2 separate regions of the Triticum aestivum genome follow, and region 1 is linked to region 2. The links are chromatin contacts, called in public Hi-C maps. All regions are on one chromosome and are shown on one strand. The core of a region is the stretch at or near the end of the contact, and the rest is flanking DNA. Distances in the headings are between cores, read along the strand shown.

Evidence for each region. A called contact is a pair of places that touch in the nucleus more often than the background predicts.
Region 1: a Hi-C map of leaf shows a contact between it and region 2, with 3 times the contacts expected there. The contact joins the promoter of LOC123127723 here to the enhancer-like site in region 2. A contact is called at or near these places in 2 of 5 Hi-C or Micro-C datasets (both in leaf).

What each region holds. Positions count from the first base shown.
Region 1 is chr6A:422,827,610-422,831,634 of IWGSC CS RefSeq v2.1, reverse strand. It overlaps LOC123127723 (phosphoenolpyruvate carboxylase kinase 1), which reads left to right and starts at 1,250. Exons shown (of 2, transcript XM_044547539.1): 1 at 1,250-2,101; 2 at 2,239-2,704. The coding sequence starts at 1,285. The coding sequence ends at 2,294.
Region 2 is chr6A:422,557,787-422,562,231 of IWGSC CS RefSeq v2.1, reverse strand. It overlaps LOC123127722 (adenosine kinase 2), which reads right to left. Exons shown (of 12, transcript XM_044547537.1): 12 at 4,133-4,445. The coding sequence ends at 4,307. Among protein-coding and RNA genes, the nearest start is that of LOC123127722, 7.0 kb to the right of the region's middle. Within about 2 kb of position 2,346, at least 7 of the 8 cell types and tissues checked have an H3K27ac peak or open chromatin away from gene starts, as enhancers often do. A contact at or near this core is called in leaf, where this site is marked.

The DNA of each region.
Region 1 (4,025 bases), core at 1-2,500, 270 kb before region 2:
GCGGTGCCTGGCCGGAACAACCGCATGGCCTTGAGCTCTTGGGCGGCTAAGTACTGAGCGGAAGAACCGCTCGGACCATCGGTGGTACCGGTCATCGTGGAACGACCGGACCAACCGGGCCACTACCGCCCAAGAACCGCATCAAACCAGAAGCGAGAGCGGTACTTGAGCGGTGCATGGACGGAACCACCGCCCCAGCTGTTGCAGAGCATGGTGGCGGTACCACCGCCCGGAGGCAGCGGTACAACCGCTCGAGCAAAACTGGTGAGCGACAAGACCCAGCGGTACAACCACTCCAGAGAGCGGTACAACCACTCCAGAGAGCGGTACAACCGCTGGGTAGACACAGTGAGCAGAAAAGAGGGGAAGAGGCAAGGAAAACTCTCTCTCTCCCACACACACCTGAGGAAGGCAAAGAGAGGGTGAGAAAAGTGTACGTGAACTGATTCCCCCAGAGCTTCCTAATGAGGATTCCCTCTTGATAGTACGGGTACTCTACGACCAAAGAAAATAAAAGCGTAGAGGACACGTCTTCGATCTTTTCCTTCGAGAGGCAATAGCAATCCGATGTAAGCCTAAGCATCGAGAACCTGAAACATATAGCACACGATTAGACCACAACGGGTTGTCATTATCATCCAAAACATAAAGTAGGGAAATGCCCTTTCAGTAGTTTTTAGTCACAAAATTAGATATTTTTGGTAGTTATCAGTCACTTTTTTGAAAGTGGTAGTTCTGTGGGACGGTAACCCCTAATGTGGTAGTTTTTTGTCAAATACTCTATTTCTCCAGAGAGCCCCCCAGTAGAAACTGAAAATAAATTGAGCAACATCCTGTATTTTTTTTGTCCTTGGCTTATAACTCTATTTTGCTTTTCAAAGGGAAGATGTGCTAGTAACTCAATTTTCTTCAACACTTTCCACTGCATTTTTTAGCTCAGTGCACTAAAATAATTTTATTGAAAAAAAATTCTTGTCTAGGTTGATGTTGGTAAAAATTAAAGTTTATTTAAATTTACAGCTGTTCTCATGATTTTTTTACTATAAATATGCTTTCACTGATTCATTGTTGCCTATTTGCATCCTAAAAGAAACTCTTGTTTTTTTAGCCCGCACGGGCTGCTGACCTGGTAGAGGGTAAAACGGGAAGAGGAGAAAATGCGGTGTCCCGGACAGGCAGGATCCGAATATTCCGCTCGGCCGTAGGTTGGCCCGTGTCGTTAAATAGGCCACCCCCTCCGTCCAATGGGGCTAACCCGAAATTCACAGGAAAAAACACTGAACTATGAGTGCAGACCTAAACAGAGACTACGAGATTGGCGAGGAGATCGGCCGCGGGCGGTTCGGCGTCGTCCACCGCTGCACCTCGCGCTCCACCGGCGAGGCCTTCGCCGTCAAGTCCGTGGACCGCTCCAACCTCGCCGACGACCTCGACCGGGAGCTGGCGGAGATCGAGCCCAAGCTGGCCCAGCTCGCCGCCGCGGGGAACCCGGGCGTCGTACAGGTGCACGCCGTCTACGAGGACGACTCGTGGACCCACATGGTCATGGACCTCTGCTCCGGCCCGGACCTGCTCGACTGGGTCCGCCTCCGCCGCGGCGCGCCCGTCCCGGAGCCCGTCGCCGCGGACATCGTCGCGCAGCTCGCACAGGCGCTCGCGCTCTGCCACCGTCGCGGGGTCGCCCACCGCGACGTCAAGCCTGACAACGTCGTCCTCGACGTCGAGGACGACGGTGAAAACAGCTCCCCCCGCGCGCGGCTCGCGGACTTCGGGTCGGCCGCGTGGATCGGCGCCGACGGCGGCCGCGCCGAGGGCCTCGTGGGCACCCCCCACTACGTCGCGCCAGAGGTTGTTTCCGGCGGTGACTACGGCGAGAAGGCGGACGTGTGGAGCGCAGGTGTTGTCATGTACGTGCTGCTCTCCGGCGGCGCGCTCCCCTTCGGTGGCGAGACGGCGAAGGACGTGCTCTCGGCCGTGATGCGGGGCAGCGTCAGGTTCCCTCCGAGGCTGTTCTCCGGCGTGTCCCCGGCCGCCAAGGACCTCATGAGGCGGATGATGTGCCGTGACGAGTGGAGACGCTTCTCCGCAGAGCAAGTCCTCCGTAAGCACACATTAATCCCTACTATACTCGTACTCCGGCGTACATCTTTGTCTTCGAACCAGAAAAATCGTGTTCTCCGGCAGTTTTCATCTGAGATTAGATCCAGGAATTAACATTTTGTCATGTTTGTAATGCAGGCCACCCGTGGATCGTGAGCGGCGGAGGAGCCCGGGCGATGGAGCAGCCAACCTGAACGGCCGCCGGATCCGAGACACGCCAGAGCAGATCGAGGCAGATTTAGAGCATGCCGCCCGTGGGACCCCGGCTCCGCAGAGAAGTAGAGATAGTCGGCGATCGAGACGCACCGGCCGACGATGTTAATACGGTTTTTCTACGCAAGGCCGCGCTGATACATACGGTAGTACGTATCGCGCTACGGCAGTAGATCGAGTGAACCTTAGAAGAAGAGCAGTAGCGGCTCCGCTTGGACCTGTGTTTGTCCAGCTTTATCCTTTCTTGTGTGCGATGCTGCATGTCATGATGGATGATGCAGCAGGAGTTTTTGTATATATTCGAGCGTGCGTATGTACGTCTTGTACAAACTAATGGAGATGGAATAAAATGAGCTAGCCTAGCTTATGCTTTGCTTCCCTTTTAATTCAAGATTGTCGTGTGCCTTTCCCTAAAAAAAAAAAGACTGTCGTGTGCCTTTCGGCCGCCCCCGCCGTATCGAGGATATTCTAACAACTTTAGGTAAACACTCCACTCGCGAAGTCTCAAGTTGCATGAAATCTTCGGTCAGCTGACATGCAAGTTTCTCCTTATACAAGTACCCCCTTATATAAGAGCGTTCCAATCACTATTTTAATAATCTAAACACTCTTATATTTCTTTGCAGAGGAAGCGATCAAATAGCTGCTAAAAAAACCTTTAATAGAAGATGTAAATGCAAAAATATCTAACTTTTGCATCTTCAAAGCCAAATAACCCATCTCCAAAAAATGATGTAGATGCAAAAAAAAGAATACAACTCCACCTCCTTGAGATGTACTATCTTCGTCCTGATTTATTAGTCCAATTTGTAATTTATGCTAAATTTTGAACAAAAATTTAACGGACATGATGTTAGTGCATGTCAATAAAAATTATATCGTTGGATTCGTATTTGAACATAGTTTTCAATGATATCATTTTCAGTGACATGCATGAATATTTTGTTAGTTAAATTTATGGTCAAAATTTGACACATATTATAATAAGAACCTATAAACCAGGATGGAGATAGTAAAAATACAATACACACATTGCAAATTTACATCACAGGCACCAGGAGATGTAAACGCAGATGTAAACCAACCGTCGCGCGCGAACGCTAACCGTCAGCATGAAAGTTCCATTGCCCGATTGTGACGCCCCGAGACTGATGCGACAGGTGTCCTCTGGTTATTCGTTATTGTTTCCTTGTCATTTGTTTGGTCTGTTGCATTTCATCTTTGCATCATGTGCATTGTATCACGTCATCATGCAACCCGTTTTAAAACTCACTAAATAAATTGCATGGATCTTCGGTCCATTTAAACCGAGCGAATTCACATGGTGATTCTCTTTATAACCTATCCTCCCGTTAGTAGGGAGCTATATTCAATATTCCATTTTCGGAATCACCCATGAACACACTTGCTAATAATCACATGCCTTTTCTCGCTTCAAGTTTGGGTCCCCAAACTTTGCTTTTTATCCTTTCCCCATTTTCCGGAGCTCCACCAAAAATCCGAACATTTTTGGACCTTCCTAACCCTCACTTCCTATTCAAACCATTTGATTTTAAATCAAATGAGTTTGAATTTAAAACTTTCAAAAATGCCCACTCCATTTTCTTGAAACATGCGCATTTTTGCGAGTCCATGGAAATTACTCCCATGCCCAAATTGCATCCATACCCTCTCTTTCTATTTTTCTTCTTCTATCTATTTTTCTTTTCTCT
Region 2 (4,445 bases), core at 1,097-3,596:
GTTGCTGTTGGAGAGCAGACGCCAAAAGGCAAAGAAAAATGCAGTGAAGTTGCTCCACATGATAGCCCAGCCATGGGTACAAGAAGCAAAAGGACATCTCATAGCCCAGCTATGAGCACTAGGAGCAAAAGAGCACCTGTTAGATTGGACTTGTAGTGTGTGCTCTGTTTCGGTGTATGTTTGACATTAAAACATGTTGAGACCTCTCTGTTTTGTGTTGTGATGAACCAATATGGTCTTGTAACAACTTTGATGTTTGTGAGGGTATATTGCTCATGAGATGCAAATTGTGATTCTATGCTAATTAAGCGAAAATGCTGCCGAAATTTTGTTTTTTGTACTAACATTATTTTACTTGTTTTGTACTTTCATGCTGAAATTAATTAAAAAGTTCATCGCTCATCTTATATTCATGTAAAAATTATTGAAATGGAATACAATAGAAATCAGTATATCATTTGGCTAAATGGTCACAAGGTATGTTCAGGGGTAAAATCATCTTTTCAACTGCCACTTAACAGTCAACTAACAGTCAACTCGCGATAGGGGCATATCTGTACGCAGTGCAAGTTTTCAATGGCATATTTAGGGGAGGGAAATTTTCAATGGCATGTGAGGGTACGGGCAAGTTTTGAGTGGCATATATGGAATTCACCCTTAAACTATCAAGGGGGTCAGGTTATATTTCAAGTCGACATCCTTAGCCATTTGATTGACATCTTTTCATCCTTTGTGCTTATACTAATCTCACATGAGGGTTCCAGAGGGTCGTTTTGGCTCTTGGGAGCACATGCTTCTGGACAAACAGTAAATTAAAAAAATGTAAATAAATTTATAAAATTCAGATTTTTTGTGTTTGGATGTTCATGTTAGCCTCACATAGCGTGTTTGACAATTTTCACGCAAAACGGAATAATAGTGCTTCGTTTGGTAAAAAAAATAAGATTAAGCTTTTCCGGTAAAAATTTGCAGGTAGCATTTAGGTGTGACAATGAACGCATCTAATTTTATTCTATTTTTTTACGTTTGCAAAACATATTTAGATATGGGATGGCCTCAATCTAAAACTTACTTTCAGTAGATGTGTGGGGACTGAATTCATGGAGAGATGGCTCGGATCAGGTCAACCAAAACCCTATCTAACGAAGAGGACCAACCTGTTTGGCTTTTAGAAGCGCCAGGGACTTACTCGGTTAAATCCTTTTATTTCATGATTAACTGGGGTGGAGTTTCTACTCCTGTCTGGAAAAACTTTTGGAAGATTGTTGTACCTCACAAGTATCTAGTCTTTTTGTGGCTAGCTTTTAATAATAAAATTCTTACCAGGGACAATTTGAACAAAAGAAGGGTGGTGGATAACTTAAAATGCTTATTCTGTGATGAGGAGGAATCAGTTTGCCACCTGTTCTTTGAATGTGTAATTGCTAGATAGATTTGGAGTGATATGGCTGACTCTTTTGAGTTCAGTATCCCTAATAACATGGCTGAATTGTCTTCCTTTTGGAATGTGAATAATAAGAAATCTGTTGTCAATATTGCCTGTGTTGCTACTATTTAAAGCATTTGGACTATGCGTAATGATATGTGTTTTCAGGGGATACCATGGACAAGCACCCATATAATACCGGCAAGGATCAACGAATCGCTGCATCAATGAAAGATTCTCTGTGGAGGCGATCAATCGGTCCTGCTGAGAAGATGCCTCCAACTTCTGGATCGGCGAAGAGGAAAGCTGCTCAGGATTGTCTAGGCCTGGGCCTGAGCGCGTGCGCGAGGAAGAACCGAGGTAGGACGTTGAAGGCTCACTCAGAATGATGTTGGAGAAAAAAAATGTAGAGATCTCCCCCCTTCGTTCTGCTCCTGCCGCGTCTTAGACGGTGACTTATGTCTAGCCTTGCATCGCTTCAAAAAAGATGTTAGGTTCCCTTTTGGTAACTTTGATTCAATATGGTCTGCGTTCAAACTTCTAGGGATGTAAATTGTTTCTGTTTTTTGGTCTGTTACTTCTGGCAGACCCGGTTGCTTGTAACAGTCTCGATGACTTGCGTTGCTTCGTTTAAAAATCTGGCCTGTACCGTGGAGTCTCCTCCATGTGATCGATGGGGCAGCAGCGCGGAGTGGGGGTGGCATGTCACGTTGAGGGTTGAGTGAGGGGTGCTTCTCACGGACCGGCAAGACACGTGGTGGTGGACCGGTGGTGCTGCTACACACCGGTGTCGCTGGGGGAGCGGAGGTGTACACGAATGTAAAGCGCTGGCAGGTGCAGCCAACATGCACGGTCGGTATCTTTCCGTCAGCCAGGAACGTGATGAGACAGATCCTTATCTCTTCTTCCGGAAATACTGTACACACGATGGTTGGCGGACGCTGCATGCACGACACTCATTATTGCGCTACGCTCCATAGGAGTACTCCTATGTGTTTTGAGATACTCCTAGCTTAGCTTTTCCGAGAGTGAGGGGATTGTCTACAAGTGCTCTCCCTTATCTTAAACAATATCATTGCGCTACGTGACCTAGCTACCTAGCTAGCTAGAGAGTGAAAGTATGAACGTACTCCATCAATTAGTCATGAGTACCTTCTTGCCGGTTATGCCCAGTGACACCGGCACTCCGGCAGCTCGGTTGAACAACGCCTAACCTAAAAGCATCTCAAAGCGGATTGGATTAACTTGATCGGATTGAAGATGCTCTAACTATGAGTAGTTTCTACTGTAAGGGTTAGGAAGTGAGCAGTCCATTGCTCGAGAAAATAGAGTATGGTAGAGCGATGCAACTTCCAACTTTGCTACAGGGAAGGGAACCACGCATGTGCCGTGTGCTCGTCGTTGCGCTCCGGTGTCTCCTCAAGATAAGCCTTGGTTAGACACATGGCCAGCAACAACGAACAGGTGTGTCGCGCGCCCATTGGGACCTCGCACGCTCGTACTAGCTCCGACGTCCCTGTCATTTGTTGCATCGCGGTATAAAGGCGCTCGTTAGGACGTAGTGGGCATTGCGTGTATCGCGGATTGTTGGAAGTTGGAACTGACGTATTAGCTGTTTGGTCGAAGGCAATGGTAGGTAGTATGGTTTTGCTCCGTCGACAACAGGATATATGCATCATGCATACGTCCAGGGGCTTCTTTTGCAGCAAGCGAACAAAAAGGAAATTAGGTCTGTGCTGGAGCCGCCCGCGTACGTTCAGGTTCAGGTTCGGCGCGGTGCAATGCTTCTCCTGATGCATTTCTGGTCACCTGACCTCCGTAATACCCCTTTAAACCTAACCCCGTGCCTTTTGATGTGTGCCCGATGTGATTGATCCATCATACACGTTTTAAAGTCATTATTGTAGAAAAAAAAACTCTTTCGGTAATCTTATCCCGTACCTCTGACGTGCAAGTGATGTGATCGATTCATCAACCACATGTGGATGGTTATTACTACGTGGAGCAAGAAAAGTGGAGTATTCCCAAAGCCAAGTTAGGTCAAAGTGACGTGCTCCACGCTGCCAGTTTCTTAGCATGCTACAGACTGTAGTTAAACGTCATCGGTATCAGGATTAGAAGTTTATTGTGGGATACGTGAATTGCCAGGGGGAGGCCAATGAAAAGATAAGTGATAATTGACCTTCTAAATTTCCTTTTCCCTTCCCCCTACTCAACTCTTTTCAAATATCTATTCCCCATCACTGCCTCCCCACAACCAAAACAAAACATACCCTTCCCCCTCCTCATCTCTCTTCAAATTTCTATTCCTCACAACCAAAACACATTTGATTCTTTTTAATCAACAGTTATTTAAAATGGAGTCAGCCAAGGTTAAGCACACACGATGTTTGTCATAAGGGAAACAAACCTAGCACAGCGAACTATATATAGTTGGAACCTGTCCTTGTAGCAGGCAGCAGGGGCTTCTTGATCTGAACACGCAGTTTGTCACAAGGAGCAACTTACATTCGCACTGCACTATTTCTAGCCACGACAGGCAAATAATGCCCTTGGTTCACTGACAGACATACCATTAGCCACACTATGCCATACTTCTCACAAAACAAACACGTCCATAAAATTCCACTGCCTTCAAGCACTATCGTCGGTCTGACCACGCTTCGGCATATACTTGGATAAGACGGCCACAAGTAACACCCCATATAATGGCAACCATGCCTTATACCAAAGATAAAGGTACCGATTATAGCAGTACAACAGATATCCACGGCCGAAAATTAGGCCGGATCAGATGGAAAGCCTCAAAATAATACAGGGAGAACAAGCCGAACCATCAAGCGGTTAAGTGTTGCTTTCCGTAGAATCGCTGAATTTGGTCTAGTTGAAGTCAGGCTTCTCAGGGTAAGTGCAGCCAGATTGCTGGATGATAACGTTTGCTGCGTAGCAACCGGCCTTTACGCAGTCCTCGATGCTCTTCCCTTGAACCAACTGAGAGAGGAAGCCGCCAACAAACGCA